Linked DNA regions of Pan troglodytes: all the other regions are linked to region 1. A link is a contact called in public HiChIP or PLAC-seq data. All regions are on one chromosome and are shown on one strand. Each heading gives the region's core, a stretch centred on a gene start, on an enhancer-like site or on the middle of the called end of the contact. The rest is flanking DNA. Distances are from core to core; before and after follow the strand shown. Region 1 holds the start of TRIM55 (tripartite motif containing 55). Region 2 holds the start of PDE7A (phosphodiesterase 7A). Region 3 holds the start of MYBL1 (MYB proto-oncogene like 1). Region 4 holds the start of RRS1 (ribosome biogenesis regulator 1 homolog).

What was found. HiChIP or PLAC-seq counts read pairs in DNA pulled down with a chosen protein or histone mark.
Region 2: an H3K4me3 HiChIP or PLAC-seq map of stem cell-derived excitatory neurons shows a contact between it and region 1, with 2.8 times the contacts expected there. The contact joins the promoter of PDE7A here to the promoter of TRIM55 in region 1. A contact is called at or near these places in 1 of 7 Hi-C or Micro-C datasets (stem cell-derived neural progenitor cells) and 1 of 1 datasets of contacts at active chromatin or transcription factors (stem cell-derived excitatory neurons).
Region 3: a contact with region 1 is called in an H3K4me3 HiChIP or PLAC-seq map of stem cell-derived excitatory neurons, with 3 times the contacts expected there. The contact joins the promoter of MYBL1 here to the promoter of TRIM55 in region 1. A contact is called at or near these places in 1 of 7 Hi-C or Micro-C datasets (stem cell-derived neural progenitor cells) and 1 of 1 datasets of contacts at active chromatin or transcription factors (stem cell-derived excitatory neurons).
Region 4: a contact with region 1 is called in an H3K4me3 HiChIP or PLAC-seq map of stem cell-derived excitatory neurons, with 8 times the contacts expected there. The contact joins the promoter of RRS1 here to the promoter of TRIM55 in region 1. A contact is called at or near these places in 1 of 7 Hi-C or Micro-C datasets (stem cell-derived neural progenitor cells) and 1 of 1 datasets of contacts at active chromatin or transcription factors (stem cell-derived excitatory neurons).

What each region holds. Positions count from the first base shown.
Region 1 is chr7:74,755,204-74,757,903 of NHGRI_mPanTro3-v2.0_pri, forward strand. TRIM55 (tripartite motif containing 55) reads left to right here and starts at 1,279. Exons shown (of 12, transcript XM_054656801.2): 1 at 1,279-1,610; 2 at 2,569-2,700. It overlaps TRNAY-GUA (transfer RNA tyrosine (anticodon GUA)), which reads left to right and starts at 1,383; the gene lies at 1,383-1,475. TRNAY-GUA (transfer RNA tyrosine (anticodon GUA)) reads left to right here and starts at 2,003; the gene lies at 2,003-2,091. TRNAA-AGC (transfer RNA alanine (anticodon AGC)) reads left to right here and starts at 2,196; the gene lies at 2,196-2,268.
Region 2 is chr7:74,486,563-74,489,282 of NHGRI_mPanTro3-v2.0_pri, forward strand. PDE7A (phosphodiesterase 7A) reads right to left here and starts at 1,281. Exons shown (of 14, transcript XM_063816332.1): 1 at 1-1,281.
Region 3 is chr7:75,265,453-75,268,152 of NHGRI_mPanTro3-v2.0_pri, forward strand. MYBL1 (MYB proto-oncogene like 1) reads right to left here and starts at 1,284. Exons shown (of 15, transcript XM_016959540.4): 1 at 885-1,284. The coding sequence starts at 904.
Region 4 is chr7:75,077,584-75,080,283 of NHGRI_mPanTro3-v2.0_pri, forward strand. It overlaps RRS1 (ribosome biogenesis regulator 1 homolog), which reads left to right and starts at 1,443. Exons shown (of 1, transcript XM_016959530.4): 1 at 1,443-2,700. The coding sequence starts at 1,737.

The DNA of each region.
Region 1 (2,700 bases), core at 29-2,528:
TGTCCACAAACTTGAGCCAGAGGGGTACAACTCACCTCCCCCACCTCTCAGAGGTCATTTTCTCAAACTCTCAGAAATGCTGTATAACTTTAAAGATACGTCGGCTTGTTACATGCAAAAATGGCAAAATGTTCACCAGGAAACAAAAATAATCTCATGTTTGTGCAGCCTTAAGGAAGCCGCTTTCCCACTTAAAAATCCAGCCCTTTTCTTTTCTCTAACTTCGTATTTTATCTTCCCTAATTTTACATTTTATTAAAGCTTTTACTTTTGGGAACTGCTATCTTACAGGGGAGATTTAAGAAATAATTCCAATCTCCCTTCCACAAATATTACTATAATAACATTAAAATAGAAACTCAATTTGCCCAAACCAACATGATGCCTTCTTGGTTAAAAGATCTCTAAGGGCAAAACCCAGGTCGTTGGATGGTTTTTATGCTACGCTAACAACTAAGTGGGAATATGGCAGCAAACCTTTAACAATTTATAAACCCTATGACCTTACAAAAATAGGCCGACGAAGCAGGATTATAGGCCTATCTGGGATTGAATAACTTTGTTAAAATTAAACATAAAATAGGAACCAGATCAAAAAGACATTTTATGTAATCTTAATCTTCTTCCCTCTCTTTGCTTAGCCGGGGGTTGGTGAGGGGACTTTCTCTAGGAACTTAGTGACTCTGATGTCTTAGTAGATGCGGTGGAACCAGCTCTGTCTACAGAACCCCGGGCTTCAGTGGCGTCTTCCTAACCGGGCTTGCCTGCCGGGGGCGTTCCGAGACCCTCGGGGCCTTCCCTTCACCCCGCGGGAGTTGGACCGGTGGCGCTGGTAAGGCCTCCCGGGCTCAAAGTGCAACGGACACTGCAGAAATCCAAACTGCTGGCATTCGCGGTTTGGGGACGCCAGAGGAGGTAATGATTTCTGGTTTGTTAACCTCAAGTGACAATAATGCCGAGCCAGGCAGGAGCTGGACCTACAATCTTCTGATGCGTGGTCAGACACGTTATCCCTTGCGCCACTGGCCTACCACGCAACTCCTTCAGTCGCCGTTGGATTACTGTGTGTTGAGAACACACTCGGCAACCACTTTAAAGGACATCGCAGGCTGGTAAAGGAAAAGTACGACAAGGGGGGGCGGTGGAATCGCAGGGTCTTGGCACCGCGGACCCGAGACACCTGGTTTGAGGGCCTTTCCCGGGTCAGTCAGGCTAGCGAGCCGGAGCGTGCTGTCTTTCTGCGCACGCGTAGAGCACACAGGCCGGCTCTGGGGCGCTGCTCTCCTCGGATTACGCATGCTCAGTGCAATCTTCGGGTGCCTGGACTAGCGCTCCGGTTTTTCTGTGCTGAACTTCAGGGGACGCCAACATACGTACACGTCCCTTCGATAGCTCAGCTGGTAGAGCGGAGGACTGTAGCTATTTCCTCAGCAGGAGACATCCTTAGGTCGCTGGTTCGATTCCGGCTCGAAGGAGACAAGTGCGGTTTTTTTTCCAGCTCCCGATGACTATGGCCCTTTCCTTGGGTGCCTTCAATGACAGATTGCATTCCAACGAGCAGTTTGAAAGTCTAGCGCTTTCTCCCCATTTTGGGCCTCCCAGCCTGCACGGTAATTCTTTTTAGCGATTCGCCCTGCGGGAACGTGCCCGGGCAGGTTCCCAGCGCAGCTGTGGGTCTGCGCTCGGCCGAGCGACTGCCGGGTCACGACTTCTGCGTCTTCTTAACCCGTCTTTGGCATTGCCCGGGCCCCGAGTCACACAGGAGGCAGCGCCGGCTCCAGGGGGCCAGGCGGGGACCTTCTCCTCAGAGCCCCGGGCAGCTTCTGCGACCCGAGGGCTCGCAACGGCTGCCGTGAGGAGGTGGGGGGGTCCGCGGGAAGAGGGATCTGGCGCTCCCGGAACCTGGGAATCAGAAAGAGAGAACACAATAGTAAAAACACGAAGCCTAAAAATGACACAATGTTATGGAGACAAGGCGGCACCCGGGGAGGTGTGCCCGCTCCCTTCGATAGCTCAGCTGGTAGAGCGGAGGACTGTAGGCGCGCGCCCGTGGCCATCCTTAGGTCGCTGGTTCGATTCCGGCTCGAAGGAGAGATCCCCATTATTTTGTTGCTTTGGACCAAAAAAGTCTGTCTTCAGCGCGCAATGTTCTGACCCTTCTCTAGGGGAACAGATAATAAACCGTGCCCAGCCGTGGGGGATTAGCTCAAATGGTAGAGCGCTCGCTTAGCATGCGAGAGGTAGCGGGATCGATGCCCGCATCCTCCAGTTTTCTTTCCTGTCCCGTACGGTTTTTCTTTCGATTCTCAGCCCGAACTAGAGCTGAAAAGTCAGACGAAGTCAAGTGAAGAGTAGGGCGAGCTCCAGCTTACCACTCTAAAACTTCCCAGACAAGGAGTGGTGGGCGCTAGCAGTTTATCCTTCTAGCTTTAAATTTTTAGACCCATTTAATTGGGGGGAAATTCACGAAACTGGTTATTTTTGCTTCAAAAATGGCGACAGATTGCCGTCACATGTATTATCACTCAGAATCCTTTATGATTTGTGATAAGATGTCTGCATTTCCAGGGACTCATCTGAGGCTAAGCTGCCCATAGTTCGGGGAGACCCACAGGGAAAACAAAACAAGAAACAGAGAACTTGGAAACGGACGCTGATTACTTTGAACGTTTGCTCTACCGAGGAAGCAGGAACTGTTCG
Region 2 (2,720 bases), core at 31-2,530, 270 kb before region 1:
CTTTTATCATCTTCCCATGGCATGTTTCTTTTCTCTTGCTAAAACTTTATACCTCCTACGTGGATATTTTTCTACCTGTCTGCTTTCTACTATTAAAAGAACTATAACCTCCAACGTGGTCTTGTGGATTTTGTCTTCATTAGATGATGTAAGCTCCCCTTTAGTACAGCTGATCCAACTCATCTTTGAAATCCAAATTACTCCCACAACTTCTAGTAGATGTATTGAGCATCTACTATATGCTTGGGATTATACTGAGCAAGTTTTCCTGCGTTATCACGTTTACTTCTCACAAAAACCTCATGAGGTAATTATTAGTACCTGAGTTGAGAATAGGCTCATGGAAACACGCTTGCCCTAGACCTTACACAGATAAGTGGCAAGAACTAACCTCAAATAATGTTTGAATTCTGTGTAAATCTAACCATCCAGGAGGTGATATTGGTGTGATGTTACTGTGTGCCAAATAAAATAACTATATTACATTTAATAACATCTAAGAGACTCAGGTTGATTAAATCATTTAATGACACTCAGAGCACTAAGTAGATAACTAAAAAATGTAACCCCCTTCAACATAGTTGGTTACTATTGTGCACCTGTGAACCAAAAACCATGACAGGCATTCTACTTACAATGTTTAACTTTACCCAACGCAATAGCCACGTAAGTCAGGTAATTTTATCCTGATTCTACAGATGAGGAATCAGATTACAAGACCATAAGTCATTTGTCCCAGTGAACTCTGGTCTATGATTTCAGAGCCATGCGTTTTCCACCATACCACACAGTATCTCAAGACCAGAGTTTTTCAGCTCTTTACAGTGTTCTTTACAGCACATTAATCAGGTTGTTCAGAGAAACACAACCCATAGGATGTACATATAGAGAGAGGGAGAGAGAGTTATTTTAAGGAATTGGCTTATGTTTTGTGAAGGCTGGCAAGTCTGAAATCTGTAGGGCAGGCCAGCAGGCTGGAAATTCAAGTAAGAGTTGAAATTGCAGTCTTGAGTCTGAAATCTGCACAGCAGAACCACAGGCTGAAAACTCAGACAGGGTTTCTACATTGGAGTCTTGATGCAGACCTGAGTCATCCTCAGGAAACCTAAGTCTTTGCTCTTAATGCTTTCAACTCTTTGGATGAGGTCCACCCACTCCATGGAGAGTAATCTGCTTAGAACCAATGGATTACAAATGGTAGTCACACCCACAAATATCTTCATAGTAACATCTAGACTAGTATTTGACCAAATGACTGAACATCACAGTTTAGCCAAGTTGATACATAAAATTAACTATCACAGGGAGCAAAAGTTAAATAAAGAAATGCCATTACTTTCTGTAACAAAAAGAAAAGTACCTAAGAAAAAAGTATCAAAAACTGCAAAATTCTTATAAAGGAGGCTTTTACATGGTTGAAATATAATAGCCGACTTGAATATTTAGAAAGTATTCGCATGAAACACAAATATCTTCACATTATGTGCCCATTTAATCTTTCCAACATGTTTTCCTTCCCCAGACCTCCTTGTCACCAGTTTTCTAATCATATTCCTTCCGAGGTCCAAACCATCTATCCAAGCAGTCAGATACTGCTCATGAATCAGTATAGACCTCCACATGTAGCTATTCCCCTTTCCAGACAAAATGAACAACCAGGTATGCAGCTCCAAGTTCTGCTGACTGGGAGTATTTCTCTTCACCGCCTCTAGAACCACCACAGAGAGGGGCCATCGTGTTGTAGCTGTCCACTGTCTGCACCATAAAATGCAGCACTATCTGTAAATCAGTTGCAAATATTTTTCTCAACAGGTTATAGGGGACCACATGCCTTGGATGCCTTCTGGCTCCAAGGTTTCTGCTGAGAAATTAAATAATAATCTCATTGAGAATCCCATGTATATAAAGAATTACTTTTCTCTCATTGCTCTCAAAATTCTTTTTTTTTCAGCAGTGTGATAATGTCTTGGTCTGGGTCTTTTTGGGTTTGTCATACTTGAATTTGGCTGATCTAAGATATCTAAACATGATTTCTGTAAATTCAGGGAGTGTTCTGCCATTGTTTCTTCTAATAATCTCTCTGCTTCTTTCCCTTTTCTCTTTCTGTAAATACCATAATGCATGCATTAGTCTGCTTGATGGTGTCACATATGTTCCTTAAACTCTGTTCACTTTTCTTTACTCCTTTTTATTTCTGTTTCTCAGAATTTGTAATTTCACATGTCCCATAGTCAAGTTCACTTATTCTTTCTTCTGCCTATTCAAGTCTGCTGGAGAACCCCTCTAATAGATTTTTCAACTTGGTTATTGTATTTTTCAGCTTCAGAATTTGGTTCCAGTTTATAATTTCTATCTCTTTGCCAATGATTAATTTTGTTTACATATTGTTTTCCTGATTCCACTTAGTTCTCTGTCCATATTTTCCCTTAGCTCTTTCAGCATATTAAGGACAGCTATTTTAAAGTATTTGTCTAGTACGTCTAATGTCTGTGTTTTTTCAGGGAAGGTAACTGCTACTTTATTTTCTTTTTGAGAGGGACATGTTTTTCTGGGTTTTTGAAATATGTCTTGTGGGAGTTTTGTTGTTATTGCTGAAAATTGGGCAGTTGAGAAAACAGATACCTCCCCCAGTCTTTGCACACTGGCCCTGTGCCAGGGAAGTTTTTCACTAATTAGGTGGCCCATGGTTCTAAGCCTTAGGATCAGCTTCAGCTTAAGGA
Region 3 (2,700 bases), core at 34-2,533, 510 kb after region 1:
TGATAATGCTGAAAATCGGAAGACATCCTATATTTTTGTTATCTAAGCAATTACTCCACATAATTTATGAGTAGCTGCTGTAATGGCATGTAAACAAAAATTAGATACATAAATTCATCCTAGCACATTTTCCAGGCAAAGGTGGAAAAAAGTGCCTTACCTCTGTGGAACACTTAGGTACGGTCAGAGCCAAACACAGACACTCAAAATATTAAGTGAATCAAACACATTGTTTTATTTCAAGATCAAGCTACTAGTTGTTACTACTAGTTGTTACTATGTGACATGGTCCCAATAGAGGATATTAAAATATACATATATACATAAAGCTGAGAATATGGGTATAGGATTACAGAAAACATCAAAAAAGTCCTCTCAGCTATTCCCCAGAGGATTTTCCACAACGTTTCAAGATAGCCAAGTTGGCAGAGGGGTGGCCGCCCAGGTTCACCGCGGAGTTCCTATTTTGACTGTACCGTCATTCAGAAAAGAGTCGCCCGAACACCATTTTCAAGTCCTCCCGGCAGGACACAGTCAGTTTTCTCTGCGTAGCGGACTCCCTAAAAGCGCTCGACTTACCTGGCAAGAAACCTGCCTCGAAGAAGTGGCAGCGTGAGGTCAGGAATCTGGACGCGCATTACGGGGAGAGTCACCGAGAAACCTGGGCATCTCTTACGTCCCGCGCCTCAAACACCCTGGTCCCCAACTCTCCACACGTCGCAGCTGCCCTCCGGTCATCGAGGCCAAGCGGCCGCGGGGACGCGGGAAGAAAAACCTCTGCCCTCGCCAGGGAGGGCCTTATGGCGGGAGGAGGCAGCGGGATAGGAAAGAGAATCTGAGCTGAGACGGCGCCGACAGGCCTGGGCGAAAGGGGTGCCACCCACCTGCGCGACCTCTTCGCCATCCTTCAAGTACCGCATAGGAGCAGGCTGGGCGGGGACGCGGGTCAGCCTCCTCCAGCCTCCGGCGAATGCTCCTTCTCCCCGATCCTCTAGCCGCTTCCCTCGCTCCCTCTGGAGGCGGCCGAGTGCGGAACGCACGTCCTCGACAGGGCAGGACGGACGGACAGCGGGGGCGGACCGCGACCCGCCCCCGACCCCGGCCCGCAGCGCCGCTCTTAGCCCCGGCCCGGCCCGGCCAGGGATACCCCCAACATGTCAGGAGGCGCGATCCCGCCCTCCGCCGGCTTCTCCCGCCGCTTGTCAGCCTCCCCGCCCTGGCCCCAGCCCGGCTCCGCCACAGGCGCCCGACCCCTGCCCTCTCCCCCGCAGCTAGCAGTTCTGCAGGGCTCGCAGTCTCCTGCAGGGTTTTGTCCGCACCGCCGAATCTCGCGCCCAGCCTCCCTCAAGAGCCGCCGTTTGAATCTGCGCACGCGGCCCTGAACCTCATTGGCTGTGGGGGCCGCACGCGAAGAAGCGAGGGCGGGGAGGGGAGAGCGCGCGCGGCTGAGGGCGGGGCTGGGGAGCTGGAAGCTGGGACTGGAACTCGCGGGAGTCGGGGAAGGAGCCGGGAGCCAGGGGGTGGGGCCGCGGGTGGGGCCGTAGGTGGCGCATGCGAGCCGAGCTGTCACAGGACCCGGAACGCGCCGAGAGGCGCACCGCGCGGGGCCTGCTGGGAGAGCGAGTTCCTGCGCTCGCCGAGGAGTGGGTCCGGAAGCGGCGCCGGAGCGGGTCCGGAAGCGGGCGGTGGAGCAGTCCAGTTGCCCCAAAATTCTTAGGGTGAGCGAACCGAGTTTCTGGCGGGGTGGGTGGTCCCGCGGCCCACCAAGGGAACGTCTCCGCAGCCTCGCCTCGGCGACAGCTCCTGGCTCCTTAGGTGTCTTCCGCCTCACTAGTTAGGATGCGCGGTCTTCAGACTTGAGACAAATCTAACCATAAATTTGCGCGGCCGTTATTTTTTAAGCAAAAATGTGAGCTATTTTTACCCAGACATCATAGCTACGAGAGTGACGAAGACTCTGGCAGGAAACCAAATATCACCTGTTTTCCTCAAAAAGCAGCAGAAGAGTGACAAGTGAAAAAAGTTCCTAGCGGGAGACGTGCTTGGAACGGGAGATAATCTGTGTCTACCGCTGGTCCTCAAGGTGCTTAATTTCGTGCCCGCTCTACAGGAAATAACGTGCGCGGCGGAGGAGCCCCGTCCTGGAGAATAACGCGTGAAGAAGACAGTGGACTGGGCATTTCGTCCAGATGAATGAGCATGGTAGTTAAGTGTAGAAGGTGACCTTCTTCCCTCTGGAGAGAGCAGGGACGGGGGAACCACCGGAGGAGTTTCTAGCGGTTGCAGCTACTTGAGGTTCCAGTCTAATAACTACGAACTGTTCATTTCAAGTAGCATTAAAGTAGATTTGCTACAGTAACAATTACACTTGGCTAAGGAAAATTTGCAAGGCAACATGGTCTATTGCATAGAGCACTGAGCCACGTGTTAACACTGTAACAAACACTTGCTATTTTGAAATTTTACGCTTCATCTTTTGCAAATCAGATGCAGGTGCAGAGTGAATTAAGAGGAGCTGAATTAAGAGAGAAGCTTGCATGCACTGCTGTCAAAACCTAAACACACTGGCTTTTTTTTTTTTTTTTTTTTTAACAGTTCCTTTTTTCAAGGTATAGATTCTGGGAAGGTAAGGGAAGATAAAACAGCTTTTCTTTTTCTCTGTTTTTTTTGTTGTTGTTGTTGTTTTTGTTTTTTTTTGAG
Region 4 (2,700 bases), core at 193-2,692, 320 kb after region 1:
GGATAAACCTGGCCCCCAGTGAAAGGAAGATAAACCCTGTAAACCACGCAATCAACAGTGCCTCTGATACTCAAATGTACATCCTAGTCACCTACAGATCTTATTAAAATAAAGGTTCTGATAAATTACATCTAGAGTGAGGCCTGACGTTCTGCATTTCCAACAAGCTCCCAGGGGATATTATGCTGCTGGTATGCAGACCACACTTTAATGAGTATCAAGAGCTTGGACGACATTGCAGAGAATAGATCTACAGACTTAAAACCAGAGTTAAGATATCTCTTGTTCTTATATTCCCTAACTGCATAACTTTAGATAAGTCATTTCACCTCTCTGAGCCCTCCTTGTTTCATCTGTGAAAATAATATAGTTAATACAATAATTAATAACATAGTTAATACTAATAGCTAACACATACTGAGTTCTTACCATGTAGCAGAAACTAATGTTTTATGTTTGTCAATTTATAAATAAGGCTTAGATCAAACATTCTCTCCAAGTAATGGTGACCTGATACCTGATTGCAGGCCGTTTGACTCATACTTAACACCATGTAGCACTTACCTCCCAGAGCCTATGAAAATGAAATAATAATCGGTATTTGGCTAATTTGTACTGAGTACTCATACGCTCCAGGCCCTCGTTTAACCCTCCCTTGGACGATATTAACTCATTTATCTTATAACCACCCTAGGAAGTATTATTATCATTATCTCGCAGGCCTTAAAATGTCCTCAACAAGTAAAATTGCTGAAGGAACAACAGTGGCACAGTCAGGATTGGAACCCAGGCAGTGTAACTGCAGAGCATGGCTTAGTTTCAGCATTGTACTAGATTAATTGAACTAGACTAGGTTCTGTAACTGCAGAATCCCGGAGCTCCAAGTCAGCTAGCTCACTAGGGTCGGTGCACACCCGCGCCCACTCGGGGTGGCTTCATTGCCAGTGACTCCCAAAACAAAACGAATCTTCTACAATTAGCTCTATGTGTATCTTTGGGATGTCATCTTTCTCGGGCCACAACTAGGAACCCTGAAAGCCGATTATGACTCCAGTGAAACTATTTGGCCCTAAGAAGGGTGATTGTCTAAACATCTTCACAACGGATTTACACTGAAATTGTAACACGCACTTGATTGGAACCCCACACCACAGGCAGTCCCAGGAATTTGTACCCGCCCCGGTCCCGGACCGCGCCCCTGGACAAACCCTCCGGCCCGCCCCTCCGGATTGAGCCCCAAGACTGTCCCCGGACCACCATCCTAAGACCACTCCCTGAACTGCCCCCCGCCCAAGACCGCCCCCCGGGACCGCCCTCTCTAGACCGCCTGCGAGACTGTCCCCGGACCGCCCCCTGGACCGCCCCCTAGGCGGCCCCCCGAGCTGTCCCTGGACCGCCCTCTAGACCGCCTCCCGCCCCGCTGCATCCTGGGAATCGTAGTCCCAATCCTGCTCTGGAACTAGCCGTGCGGCCTGCTCGGGCCAGCTCCGCCTCTATCTGGCGCCAGCCTAAAGGTCCCGCTTCTAATCCCATCATCTCTCCATACCGCCCTCTGCCGGCCTTTCCTCTGGTCGCCCGGATTGCGAGCCGCTTCCGGGCGCTCCGGAAGCGAACCTTTCTTTTCCGGATTGGGCATCCCGGCATCTGCACGTGGTTATGCTGCCGGAGTTTGGGCCGCCACTGTAGGAAAAGTAACTTCAGCTGCAGCCCCAAAGCGAGTGAGCCGAGCCGGAGCCATGGAGGGCCAGAGCGTGGAGGAGCTGCTCGCAAAGGCAGAGCAGGACGAGGCAGAGAAGTTGCAACGCATCACGGTGCACAAGGAGCTGGAGCTGCAGTTTGACCTGGGCAACCTGCTGGCGTCGGACCGGAACCCCCCGACCCGGCTGCGGTGCGCCGGACCCACGCCGGAGGCCGAGCTACGGGCCCTGGCGCGGGACAACACGCAACTGCTCATCAACCAGCTGTGGCAGCTGCCCACGGAGCGCGTGGAAGAGGCGATAGTGGCGCGGCTGCCGGAGCCCACCACACGCCTGCCGCGAGAGAAGCCTCTGCCCCGACCGCGGCCACTTACACGCTGGCAGCAGTTCGCGCGCCTCAAGGGCATCCGTCCCAAGAAGAAGACCAACCTGGTGTGGGACGAGGTGAGTAGCCAGTGGCGGCGGCGCTGGGGCTACCAGCGCGCCCGGGACGACACCAAAGAATGGCTGATTGAGGTGCCCGGCAATGCCGACCCCTTGGAGGACCAGTTCGCCAAGCGGATTCAGGCCAAGAAGGAACGGGTGGCCAAGAACGAGCTGAACCGGCTGCGTAACCTGGCCCGCGCGCACAAGATGCAGCTGCCCAGCGCGGCCGGCTTGCACCCTACCGGACACCAGAGTAAGGAGGAGCTGGGCCGCGCCATGCAAGTGGCCAAGGTCTCCACCGCCTCTGTGGGGCGCTATCAGGAGCGCCTCCCCAAGGAGAAGGCGCCCCGGGGCTCCGGCAAGAAAAGGAAGTTTCAACCCCTTTTCGGGGACTTTGCAGCCGAGAAAAAGAACCAGTTGGAGCTGCTTCGTGTCATGAACAGCAAGAAGCCTCAGCTGGATGTGACGAGGGCCACCAATAAGCAGATGAGGGAGGAGGACCAGGAGGAGGCCGCCAAGAGGAGGAAAATGAGCCAGAAGGGCAAGAGAAAGGGAGGCCGGCAGGGGCCTGGGGGCA